2 separate regions of the Danio rerio genome follow, and region 1 is linked to region 2. Evidence: chromatin contacts called from public Micro-C data. All regions are on one chromosome and are shown on one strand. Each heading gives the region's core, a stretch centred on a gene start, on an enhancer-like site or on the middle of the called end of the contact. The rest is flanking DNA. Distances are from core to core; before and after follow the strand shown.

Region 1 (7,031 bases), core at 795-3,294, 270 kb before region 2:
ATAGATGGCGCAGTCGACTGGTCAAAAGCGCCGCCATCTTGGAAAGGTCAACAAGAAGCGTTAGCGCTAAATAACACCCATTTCAGGAATATTGTAAGTTTGAGCAGTTTTGTCATCTAAAGTAATAGTTGGGCAAAAATTATCAATTGTTTCTATTAGTTTTAAAAGTATGAAAACAAGGTGTTATTTTATGCGTTACGTTTTTTTTTCAGACGCTATGACACTCAATACTTACCAGGACTTTCTCAATACTTTGGTCACTTTTGCAAAACTCTTTACACAATTCTCCTAACCGACTTTCAGCTTGGCAAAGCAGTTCATTTCACATTCAAAATGCACCACTACTACCAAAATACTTCATTCAGGTCTCAAATAAAATCATTATTCTAGATAGAACACTAGCAAAGGTTGACAGCCAACAAACACACTTTGTTACCCAAAAACAATGACACAACATATGTAGCATTACACAGTGTTTTCTTGTGTAAAACATTTATAATTGCAATATATATTGTTTATAACTACAATATATGTTACTGGAATTAATCAGACATTACGCAGAATTCGTCAATATTTTATGTCGTTTATTTATTTTTATTTGTTTAAGTAATTCCAAAATACAAGAATTTGTACACACACCATCCACTGATACAGATACAATAGTAATGCTAATCTGGCTGGATAAACTGAATTTTTAGATTTGAAATATGTTTTAATAAAATATTGCTGGTGAATTTTGCTGTCTTACTCGGTTTTGCATTATGTTATTGTTTAGAACATAAGTTTAACAGTTTTGAAAACAGTAGTAAGCACATACAAAATGTCTTGTACGTACAAAGATTTTTGTCAGTTGTTGTGTCTGAGTGAGAATAGAATTCATGAAATTTCAGAGATGTTTTGTCCACACAGACTTCTGTTGTGCTCACTGTGTGAAGAGTTTTGCTAAAGTGACCTAGTATTGAGAAATGTGTCCTAGCGTCAGTAAAAAACTGTAAATAAACTAAATGATTAAAAACCCTAAATGTTAAATTTGGATTAATTCTCATTTAGTTTACAGAAGTAAATAAAAAATGAGAGACATCTTTAAATTGTGTTTCTCTGGATTTACTGTATTTTGTATGAGTTTGAATGAGAGAGAGAGAGAAAGAGAGACAAAGAGAAAGTTTAAGTCAATGGATCTCAGCAACCACTTTACCTTCAAAATATCTTATTTAGATATAAATTCATTCATTTAACTCAACTTATTTAGCACACGTTTACACTGTGGATGCCCTTCGAGCTTCAACCCAGTACTGGGAAACACCCATACACTCTCAAATGCACTACAGCCAATATAGTTTATTCAAGTAACCTACATCACATGCTTTTGGACTGTGGGGGAAACCACAGCACCAAAAGGAAACCCACAAGAACACAGAGAGAACATGCAAACTCCACAAAGAAATGCCAACTGACCCAGCCGGGGCTCAAACCAGCGACCATCTTGCTGTGAGGCGACAGCACTTACCCCTGAGCCACCGTGTCACCTTAGATATAAATATAGCATATATATATATATATATATATATATATATATATATATATATATATATATATATATATATATATATATATATATATATATATATATATATACACACCACACAAGGGGAGAAATTGATGAGGTCTCACTTTTGAGTGATCCTGTTCTTTTGCAATGTTTAGACAATGACATTTAAAAAAAAACTTTTTTGTAGGCTTAATTTCAATTACATTTGCATTTTAAAGGCTACTAATACTTTATTTTTTTTACACGTATTTAACTTCTACTTTAACTACATTAACAGTTCAGCAACTTTTTGATTTTTGCATTTTGAAACCTGCTCTGCCTGTTGCACCACAGTTTGTAGTTTTGACCTTTCCAACATGGCGGACACGCAACCACAGCTAAGGCGTGATCTATCTTTTCAGATCTATGGTCTCTGACGAAACCCTTCTCAGACATGATAAATCAAACAGTTTAATGAAGGGTAATAGAGCTCCAGAACGATTTATATCACATCTGTTTATAATTTAGGGTATCTTACATTCCTCTAAATGTGTCCACCAGTGTTTAGATATAATGTTATTATGTTAAACTTTCTGTAAATGTCAAACTACTTTGGTCACAATTTATTTCAACAGTTTAGCAAGCCAACAGTTTATACATTACAAATAACTTCTGACCGAAACAAATCATACATCTTCAAAAGTTTCTCTAAAATGAGCGAACCAGTTTTACACACAAGCGTTGATGCTCCTTTTCGATTATTACTGTCTTGTGTGAAAGTGGAGAGTTCAGAGGTCCCCACAGCGGTAACACGTGTGTCATGAGATTGTGAGTATTTTGAAAGTTTTCCGTATTACTTAACGTTAAAAGATTGCTCACTATAGTAACTGCTGTTGTGCGGTACGTTCTATTTTATTCACTAAAATCTAACAGGCTCTCTGTGATTATTTCGCTGTGTGATTCGCTAGGGGCTGCCAGACATTTATCTTCTGTTGTGTTTAAGATTATTTAAAGAGTTTACTTTCGTATGATGTTTGTGTGACTTGTGACGTGGAAAAGCTTACTTAAATCGATAAAATGATAAAAGCCAGTCATCAGTTTCTCTTTTATTTCAGATTTGCTCAATGTTTGCCATGTAATTTCACCAATAACTGTCTCCACTTTACAATGTGTACTCGCATTCAAAAATACAATAGTTTGGTGTAAAATGATTTTGCTGCTTTGTTGGGGACAGGTTTAGATAAAGTTGTTTTTTTATTCACACATTCAGACTTTCCCCTAATAATATATTTTTTAGAAAATTCTTTGCAAATACTGAATAAGGAAATCATGTTAGGAGTCAATGACTCTCAAAGTACAACACTGTTGACAGTTAATTAAACAATGCTAATGTTGTTTTGAAGTTTTGCATGTCATTTCAGCCCGAATATTCAACGTTTTTTTAATTATTATTTTTATTTATGCTGTTAACAACACACATGATATAGTAAACAAAATAAAGCTTGGGTGATAGGTGGTAAATAATAACAGCACAAAAAAAGGAAAGAGTATAAATAATTAACAAAAATTCTTACAATTGCAAACAAGCAGGACCTTTACACCAATCAAACATTTTGAAAGGCACAGATGTACAGTTTAATGGCCTGTCTATTAGCACTTTGCTAAATAGTACAAAAGTAATTTTCTGTTCATTTAAAACAAAGTAAATTTTTTTTGGGAAAATTTACACTTATAAATTTGAAACTTAATCAACAAAATAAATATGTTAATAACAAAAGCTTCATTGTTCAAATGATCTTAATCCAAATATTCAAAGTACCGTGGTAAACAATGTAGGAAGCGTGTCACGAGTTGTCACTAAAGGAAGGTGCGAATATAAAACCAACTTTACCTCAAACTGGTTTAGTGGTGTGTGCAGCTGCAGGGTCAACAGTGTAACTACAGATCAATATACATACAATAAAAATCGCTGTAATTGCATCAGCGCTAGGTGTAAGCACAGTATAAAGGTTTTTCTTCAAAGTAAACCAGTTGTATTAGAATAATAATTAAAATGCAAGAACATGGTTGCTGTTAAAAACACTTAATGAGGGTCTAATTAAGTTTGAATTTGTTTATATGTTGTCATGATGTTATTGTTTTTGCTTATGCAAGATTAAATTTAATTTATTTTCAACTTGTAAACTAATGATTTCTCACCTAAAGAAGGAATGGCTGTTATTTAAAAATATATATAATAATTTATTATTGTAACTAAAAATTATTTTTTATTATGCGTTATAGATTGCAATATTAATACAATTTTGAATTAAATAACTCAATGACAAATGTTTACATTTGCAGTATTTATATCTGCTCCAAAATTTGCACAACATCTGTTGTGTACTGGTTGGCGTTACTGTTTTTTTTTTGTCCTGTCTTGTCTGTTCTGTCTTATTTGCACTAAATGTTACACAAACCGCACTTTGCGCTCTTATTCTCATTTTAATATATTATATTTTTGTTTATCTTACCTTTCTTTATTTCATTCTCTATATTTTTTTATAGTTGTGCATAGTCCTTTGTTATATTGTCAGTTTATGTTGTTTGATGTAGCAACTTGGTTCTGGAGGAACATTATTTCGTCTCGCTATGTAGTGCCCTTTATATTGTTGAAATGACAATTAAGCCGACTTGACTTGACTTGAATAACTGTTTGGAAACAATTTACAATCTGTAGGAGAGTGCATAAAATATAATAAAGCAATCTGTGAACATAGATAAATTCAATAAAGAAAATATGCTAATTAAATGTACATCCTTTTATTGTTTTCCGAGGAGTGTATTCAAGTATACTGTAATTGAATAATCAAATGTAAAGTAATACTGCAGTCTTCCTTTTACAAACAATTCAATACAATTAATCATTATTCATTTTTTTATTCTTAAAGTAAAAAAAACAGTACATTTTCTTATGCCTGAATGCTTTTATTTAAAACCCTCATACAGTCTCAGGCCTTAAAAAACACTTGCAAAATAATAAATTATAATCCAGACTCAATGTTGTACTCGTGATTTAACTATTGCGAATGATCACGTTGCGATATCGATGCAGCCCTAACAGTCACTTTATCCAAATAAAAATATTTGAGTTTTGCTTAAAACTAACAAATATCTGTCAGTGGGCTATGAAGTATAGTTAGTTCTGTTAGATTTTTTTTGTTTGATACTGTCCTAATCATGATTTTGCCTTTTTTCAGTGTTACATAAAACAAGACTTCTTTACTCAGTTATTTTTACAGCGGTTCCCTTAAAACTATTCATTAAAGTTTTTTACTCCTTATTGAGAAAGACTTTAGAAGTCTGGACTCTGAATGCTGTTGCTATGTTTTATCCTTCACTAGCCACCAAATGGTGCTGTTTCATAGAAAGCATGTTACATTGCAAAATGTGCGTATTGGTTATAAATGTCTTACCAGTAATTCATTAACTTGTGTTTTTGTTCCCTTAGACACAAACATATTTAAAGATGGCTGCCATTTACTCTGGCATCCAACTGAAACTCAAAAACACCCGAACACCCTGGCCAGACAAACTAAAACTTGCTCGATTTGCATGGATATCAACACAGTGCCTTCTTCCTAATAAAGAACAGGTAATCCTATTCAAATAAACTCTGTACCACTTGAAGTTAAGGGAGACCTATTTTGCAATAATCACTTTTATAAGGGGTTTAAACATAATTGTGTGGCAAAAGTCTGTGAATATAACCAGCTTCAAAAATACAGTACCAATTGTAAAATTATGAAATGTTATTGCTCTATAAAAAAGCTTTTCAAAAGTAGTTTATAATTTAATTTAATCATTATTCCAGTGATTTTACTGATGAATTTTCAGCTTCATTACTCCAGTTTTCAGTCACATGATCCTTCAGAAATCACTCTAATATTTATTATTATTATTATTATTATTATTATTAATTGTAATGGTAATAAAAGCAATAATGACTGGAGTAATAATTTTATTCAAAACTACCTGCAGTGAATAATAATTTTTTTTCTTTAAATTATTTAATAAAATAAATAATAATAAAAAACTGACCCCAAACTTTTGACCAGTAGTGTACATTCAGGAGGTACCACCACACTGCATTTCCCCTGAATTCAGTATTTATACACAGCTGATATTAAAAGGTGGAGTTTTGGTGTAATTCGTCACTTGTTAATCATTCTGCAGTCCTCCAGGGGCTGCACCCAAACATACTTCCTCTTTTTCTAGAAATTCCTTGCAAAACATTAAAATCTTCTGTCGGTGCCAATAGCCTAGTGATAAAGTGCGTTGACATAAAGCATTGAGGTGATCACCGGGACTTGAGTTCGATTCCCGGCTCGAGGTCTTTTGCCAAGCCCCCCCCCTCTCTCTCTGCTCCCCACGTTTTCCTGTCTCATCCCTACTGTTCTATATAATAAAGGTGAAAAAACCCAAACAATATAAAAATAAAAAGACTTCTCAAATTCAAATAATTGGTGTTCAGTTTTAACAGGAAAGCTAAGTGAGAATTTAAAGTTATTTTCAGATATCGATGTTGCTCTATTTTTCCAGTAAGATGTATCTACTTCTGAGAAAATGCTTTATTAATATGGAAAGCATATCACACACAGAGAAGAAGTTAAGTTTATATATCACCTATACAAATAAATAATGAAAAGAAAAAAGACAAAAATAATAAAAATATATATTTCTTTTTCCCAACACTGGGTAAGTCCCCCCCGTCCGCCGCCCATTAGTGATGGTCTCACCCTCGTTAGCGTATGATGTTAATCTTGTTTTTGAGGCATTTGTAGCTTCACTCACTTTTGAAAAGGGCACAATCTCATCTGGATTTAAAGCGACAGTCACCAAAATGGCACAATTGGGATCAAAGTCTAAAAGGGGCAGTTTCACAGACATTTATTTGTGAGGTATTTTGAGCTGAAACTTCACATACACACTCTAGGGACAACATAAACATATTTTACTTTGTGAAAAAGGGCAGAATAGGTCACCTATAAGGAGCATGTAGTTTGTATTAGTTAATGGATTTACTAACATAAACAAGCAATGAACAATTCATTTATTACAGTATTTATTCATCTTTGTTAACATTAGTATTTGATAATTCAGTTATTCACTGTTAGTTCATGTTAACTCAAGGTTAACAAGCATACAGTTGGATTATTAGGTCATGTAAGTAAATAAATTAACTATGTGTCACATATTGTAAAGTGTTACCAGAAACAAAATCTGGGTCTTCATGTTTGTGTGAGAGTAAAAGTAATCATGAGATCTCACAAAACTTTATTGCAAATTCAGTTTAATTAAAAAAAAATGTTTTTACAATGTTTATGTTGCTTGCTTGCTAATAAAGAGATTTCTTCTCCCATAAAAGGTTCTGTTTGACTGGACAAATCATGCTCTCACTTGCTTTTACAATAAGAAAGTGGAGATGCCTCCAGAGGTGGTGGAGGGTTTATGGACCTACCTT
Region 2 (7,272 bases), core at 2,806-5,305:
ATAACGGCAGCCAGAGGAGAGAAATTCGTCAAATTGACTGCCCTGTCCCATAGATGCTGCATTAGAAATGCCTCACACAAGCGGTAATTTGTTTTTTGTAATTTGAAGCAAAGATGATAAACTACATACATAAATAGATAAAAATGGTAATATGTTTTTTTTCCTTTATCTAAATATTAAAAACTTAAGAATGATTTAGAAAGGATTTAAGATGCGATCACCATTAAACCAATCATAACAGGCTGGAGAAAAGGGTCCATTGAGAGTTTCTCTGGCTGTATTTGGGACTGTATTTCTTGCTGAAATTCCAGCGCTGGCATCATTTGGCAATGTAGGTGTTAGCACTGAAGCAGCTAATATTCATTTACACTGACAAGAGTCATCACTGTTTACTACACTCTCAGAAATAAAGGTACGCGAGCTCTCACTGAGGTGGTACCTTTTCAAAAGTTTTTTTCCATATTGGTACCTCAAAAGTATATATTAGTACCTAAAATTTTAAGAGGAACACTTTTGTACTTTTAAATACTAATATGTACCCTTAGGGTATTATTAAGGACCTTTAAGGTACAAATTTGTTCTTTTTAAAAAGATACCACTTCAGTCTGGGCTTTCCATGCCTTTTTACACCTTCTTTTCTTTATGTGTTTAATCTTTTTTTTCTTCTCGTTTCGCTTTATTACACAATTAATTTCTAAAGTAGTTAGTTTTGTTTTATTTGTATGTGTATGGATTACATTGGTCAACACAACAGCACCCTGACGTGTTCATTACATCAATAGAACTGCCCCTATGAGACTTCAATCTTTTTTTGTGAAACAAAAATGAGCAATACTTTTATTTAATATCATTTGTACCTCCATGAGAATATTTCCTATATTAAATTGTTTGAATGCAAGAAGCACAGCAGGAAGGTCGCTGGATCGAGACCCGGCTGGGTCAGTGGGCATTTCTGTGTCGAGTTTGCATGTTCTCCCTCTTATTTGCGTGGGTTTCCTCCAGGTGCTCCGGTTTCCCCCACAGTCCAAAGACATGCACTATAGGTGAATTAAATAAGCTAAATTGGCCATGGTGTATGTGTGTGAATACAAGAGTGTATGGGTGTTTCCCAGTGATGGGTTGCAGCTGGAAGGGTATCTGCATCGTAGAACCTATGCTGGATAAGATGGCGGTTCATTCCGCTGCGGCATCCCCTGATAATAAAAGGACTAAGCGGAAAATGAATAAATTAATTTTTTGAAACAAAAATTGCTTATAATAACAATTAATATGAATAATATAGGTTATATAATAAAAATTTTTTAAATGGAAATGTTTTTTTTTATTTCAGAAGTTTCAACATGAGCATATTTACTATAATTTGTTCTGTTCTGTTACTCTAAAAGTACCAACATAAAGCTGTTGTGTGTAACCAAAAAGAATTGTCCATGTCACCAAAATAGGTGATTCTTATGATTTGTGTACTATATGTGCACTGAGTTAATTTGGGCCAAGTCATTGAGTTGTTCGTATAACCTTACCAAAAAAAAAAAAAAAAATAGAAAAGAAAAAATACTTTTTTTGCTCCAGAGTCATGTAAATATATAAATAAAAAAGGAAACATCATAGACAATTAAATGTATCACATTGTTATCAAGTCTGATTAACTTTGATGCCTGTTTAAATAAACAACAAAACCACTCACCTTTGAAATGCACTGAACTAGCAAACAGAAGGTCAGTCTTTGGAGTTACGCCCTTAAACATGCTCTTCACTTTGTTGTCAGAGGTTTTCTGGATGAAGTTATTGACCTCCACTTCTGCATCCTTTGCCTGGGAGAAATCCACCGATCGAACAAAAGAATCATCCGAGAAATCTTGAGTCCCACGCAGAAACTCTTTGGAAAGATCTGCATCGCTGTTAACAAAAGTCCACACGAGGGTCCTGAGCTCTTTTCGGGACTCGTCAACATGTGCACTGATGGCCTGAAGCGTGCGTAAAACTGTGTGTCCGTCAACAAAATAAGCGCAATCTGTCTGTTCAGACTCCAGATTGAGTCCTAACAGCTGCTGGTATGAAATGGCCGTTTTTTTGGAAGCTCCCAAATAGAGGGTCACCAATGCACCGAATGCGTTTAACGGTGACAGAAGCGTATTGGTGTGTTTCTGTGTGCGACTGAGCGTCTGGTACATGCGCAAACCCAGTGAGTTCTGGAGCTCTGCAAGCACGGCAGTGCGCTGAGTGAGGTTCTTTAGGCTCTCGGCTGCACTGGCCGTCCGTGGGTCTGGATCTGTGCTGCCTGGAAGAGGAGGTAGAGGATGAACGGTCTCCAGCGGCTTGTGCTCTTCACTCTGGATCACCTCACAGCTGATGTTTTCAGAGCTGAAGAGGTTGAATGGGTGGACATACACTCGATTGGTTCTTGCCATTGCAAAGCAGGAGAGAAATAAGAAAGCGAGGAACATCTTCATCTTGTCGGGTAATCCGCGAGACCCCTGTTTGTATAATGAATGATGATGAATAGCGGAATTATAAGAAACTTAATATGCAAAAAAAAAAAAAAACTTAATGTGCATTTTAAAGCCAAAAGAGGGCAGTCTATAGCTGATCCGTCTTTGCTTTTTCCACCCCCGTTTTTCACAGAATTAATTGACCAGTGGCTCATACTTCTGAGGTCTCTGTACTGACCCATTTAAGGTCAATAACCCCAAAACAAGAACACGAATCGGATAAAAAAAGTTTGTAGTGAGCACATTCTAATTTTTACTGTATGCAAATCTTAGATAAACATTCTGTAAACACAATAGCCTAAGCCTAATATATATCATATATGAAACATTTCTTTAAACAAAGTTAAATAAAGTGCTTTATTTTTTATCTTTAAGTGCTTTATTTTTAAAATCCCTTGACACTGTGCTTCTGCACAAAATTCAGCTTTTTCATCAAAAATAGTTATAATAATAAATAAAATAACTAGTTAAAATTATTTTGAAGATATTTAATCATAATAAAAAAAAATAAATGAAATAAAATATTAAATCATCTTATAAATATTAAAACAATAATGAATATATTTATAATATATGTATAATTATTAATAAACTTAAAAAAAGTTTAAAACTATATCAAATGATAACTTAAAATACATTCAAATATAACAATAATTCATTAAGCTGATTCATTTGTCAAATTTTATTGTCAAAAGTGACAGACGTTTGTGTTGCAGAATATTTTTTATTTCAAATAAAAAGGCTTTTTTTTGTAACCTTGTTCCTCAAATTATTCTGACAATCGAAGTGTTAAAGATAAAACAATATAAAACAACACACTGCTTTTAAAATTAATAGTACAGGGTTCGCACTCTAAACCAAATGTCAAATTCCCTGACTTTCAGAGGCTTTCAGATAAGTTCAGGATGACCTATATTGGGAGAAAGTTGTAAAGGAATATAACAGCACAGAAAACTAGGCAACTATAACAAAAGGCAAAGCATGCAGTAAAAAGGGAATAGTATAGAAAAAAGTATACATTTCAAATTAAAAATGAACATTTAAAATGACAAATAAATGACTTTTTTTCTATAAATATTCTATAATTTTATATATATATATATATATATATATATATATATATATATATATATATATATGTAAAATTTATTAAATAATGTTTATTTATTTATTTATTTGTTTTTTTTTTATGCGTTCCTAACTTTCAATGTCTGGAAAAGACCATTTACAATTCAATAGTATTTCAAAAGTTCTATAACTTGTGGGAACCCTAAAAATAAAAATAAAAAGTACAAAAATATTCTTTTAAACATTTTTATTTAATTGTAATTATAATCAGTGCTAAAACGACACTCCAAAGTCCCAGAGGAAAACTTAATGCAGTAATACATGTGGATCAATTATCTCTCTGAAACATAATTTAACTCAGCCAAAAGGCTTATCAGTATCATTAAACGGTTACTCTTAACATGAATGTAGATAATCGGTCATAAAGTGTGAAAAAAGATAAAAAGACAGAGCTCCTGTTTACCTTCAGATGCTTTGCTGATTCTAGAGCTGGACTGTGGTGGACTGAGGGTCTGGACTGTATTTAAATAACATATATTGGATGATGCTCTCTTTGGTTACACATTAACATGATATTGGGACATTCAGATTTCCTCAGTGTTGTTCAGCTTCAAACCGGCTTCTGTGTGTTGATAAACAGTTCCGTCAAAGGAGAGCACGACCCCGCACTACCATGTTTACCTACAGCATGATGTCAGGCTGATCGGTGGAGAGAAAGAACAAGATGATAAACAGGAAACCGCATGAGTCATAACCTATATGAAAACTGACCAAAAAGTTTCCTTGTACCTTAAACTATTTATTATTGTTATATATATTTCTTAATAGTGTTTTACAAGATGACCCCAATTTTGAAATTTTCCCCAACACTTCTTTATGGTTCTTAGATCTTACTCGCTGAGAGCCTTTTCTAGCTCACTAGAGTTTGGCAAATACTGCTGTTGTTTTTCTTCAGCTTAGTCCCTTAATTATCAGGGATCACCACAGTGCAATGAACCGACAACTATTCTGGCATATGTTTTATACAGTGGATACTCTTCCAGTCACAACCCAGCACTAGGAAACATATACACTCTCCGAATTGATTGACAGGAATGTATTAACATGTCCACATACTAGGATTTGTTAAATTTTTAAGATCTGTTCAAAATGTCTGTGATCAGCTGCACCTCAAGAATAAGTTTTAAAAACATTTTAAATTTGTAAAACAATTTAAAGAAAAGACGATACAATCATCATGTAATTCATAAACACAACAAATACATCAAATAAGCTTACTTGATGTTTTAAACTGAATATCTGCTTCATTCGCTTCACTGTTTTCTCTGTCACTGACGGCTGTTTATGTGATGCAGCAAGAGAAATAAAATCATGCATACCGCAAAAGGTTCTATCTGACATTTTTGTCAAAATTGAGTTATTGACATTCTTATTATCAAATGACAACTTATTTACATTATGGTATGTTTTTTATAAGTTGTTTACATTTTAAAACTTTTTACTTCAAAAAAACAATAGTTACACACATACTGTTTGCTATATGAAATGCAAAAACTTTGAAGCTCAATGTCTCAAAATCATTCAGAACACAGATAGAACCTTATAAATCCAAAGGTGACTATATAATAAATGATCAGATGGTACAGACTTTTTAGAAACTAAACACTTATCTTATATATTATCTCTATTAGAATAAACACACACACACACACACACACACACACACACACACACACACACACACACACACACACACACACACACACACCTTTTAAATACTTTTTTTTATAGTTTTAGTAAATAATTTCAAATAACTAATTTCTTTTGAATTTGACACGAGTAACTTAGCCTACGTAATCTTTTTCTAGTAATAATTATAAATATTCACATTGAAGTGAAGTGCATTTTACAGCTTAACCAGGTTAGTAAATTAACGGCAAATTATTTTTTGGAGGGGGTGAACTGCTACCTGTTGTTGTTTTCAGAAATTCTAAAAGTCCACACTGCCGCCCACAGGGATGACTCAGAAATGCAGCTTAGAGCTGCCGTGACCTCAGTCTTCCACCGGATAAAACGCATTGTAGATCAGTATCTTTTTGATGGACGTGTTTCCGCTTCTGGCTCATTTACTGATGTAAGACACGGATCATTTGCTGAAGAACGACACGCAAAACTTCTTATGAGAGAGGAAGAGAAAGAAATAGTCGACTTTGTCTTTTTAAAATAAGTTTTTAAAAGTTCTGTTAAACAGGTGAACAGTTACCCACTACTGTCTAAGGCGAGTAAAGCTCGTCTGCTCTGTCTGAATTTTGAGTCAGATTTTATCTTGACAGCACATTTGAACGATTCGAATTTAGCGAATTATTTCAAGAAATAAAAGTACCAACATCCAAACGGAATGGCTGAGGCAGACAGCTTTTCATACCTAAAGACATTTCCACAGGTGTTTCCTGTGTTTCGAGTTCGTTCTTTAAGTGACACTTCGGCTTTCAGGTCCAGAATATTGACCAGACTGCGCTCAGCCTGCTCAGGTAGGAGGATATTTATTATTTACTTGCACTCTTAAAACTCTTAAGATTCTTTATCAGGAAGAACCCTTGATGTCCATGCATCATTCCATTTCCTTAAAGTTCTTTAAACTTGAAAAGGGTTATTTCGATAAAAAATGTGAATATGCTAACCTATGAAATGTTATTTTAAGAACTTCACTTATTACTTATTAGATTGTTCTTATTACTGCAAAAATTAGGATTTTTTTGTAATCCTTATTTTAAGACATCATAATATGTTATTATTATTATTATTATAATTATTATTATTATTGTTAGTATTGTTATTATTATTTAGATTGTGCTTTTAATTTGTGTTGTTTTTTGATCAAGTACGTATATGTGATTGCAAATGACAAAAATAAGTGTCCCACAAAATAAATCTCATGGGATTTTGTTAATGGTGAGGTGCAATTTAAGACTGCATGCAAAATTACATCCGGCCTAAATATTGTCAGAGCACTGACCCAAACAGAATATTGAGAAATAAAGCGTGTGACTTGTTGGTTTTGTCATAATCAGTTTCAAAGATATCATTTATTTGACTAAATATTGTCTATAAAATAACTGCAAGGACTAAAGTAACATTTTTCTTGATCATCTAAATAATCGAGTCTTTAGTTTTATATTTGGTGGCTAAACATTGAAAAATTACATTCTTGCAAAGCATACCACGTCATCGGAAAATGTCCTCTGTGATTGTTTTCTTTTTTTGGCACACTGTGCAGATGACAACCTTTTTCTAAAATGACTGTAATTAGTAAACGCGTTCAGAGAAAGTCTGGTTTAAATGTCATCACCCACACTATTCTGTAACCTTTTAGCGAATGTAAACCAGCAGTCTGACACTTCTTCTACCGTGTTTCAAAATAAAAACATGTCTGATATGAAAGGAGAATGTGTCTGATGGTGGTGCATATTGAACCCTAATTGCTTTCTATGCACAATCTTTAACATGCGGTGAATTCAGTCTGGTTAAAGAGACATAATACTGTATAAAACGTCTTCGTATGACAAGAGGCACATCTTTTGGTTATTTTGAGCTGAGTGATATTTGTAGAAATGACAGTTTGAAACCACTTCCTGGCAGCTAACCTTTCTTTTAACCATGCACAGACTTTCTTGTTTGATCAATGTTCTAGATTTAAATTGTGTCGTTTATTGTT

What was found. Hi-C and Micro-C count contacts between places; a contact is called where the count stands out from the background.
Region 1: a contact with region 2 is called in a Micro-C map of caudal fin, with 4 times the contacts expected there. The contact joins the promoter of urb2 here to the promoter of agt in region 2. A contact is called at or near these places in 2 of 18 Hi-C or Micro-C datasets (caudal fin and an unstated tissue).

What each region holds. Positions count from the first base shown.
Region 1 is chr13:27,442,118-27,449,148 of GRCz12tu, reverse strand. It overlaps urb2 (URB2 ribosome biogenesis homolog), which reads left to right and starts at 2,044. Exons shown (of 10, transcript NM_001123301.2): 1 at 2,044-2,356; 2 at 5,019-5,162; 3 at 6,936-7,031. The coding sequence starts at 5,037.
Region 2 is chr13:27,171,570-27,178,841 of GRCz12tu, reverse strand. agt (angiotensinogen) reads right to left here and starts at 4,055. Exons shown (of 5, transcript NM_198063.1): 1 at 4,021-4,055; 2 at 1,685-2,474. The coding sequence starts at 2,450. phactr2 (phosphatase and actin regulator 2) reads left to right here and starts at 5,656. Exons shown (of 13, transcript XR_012389302.1): 1 at 5,656-6,088.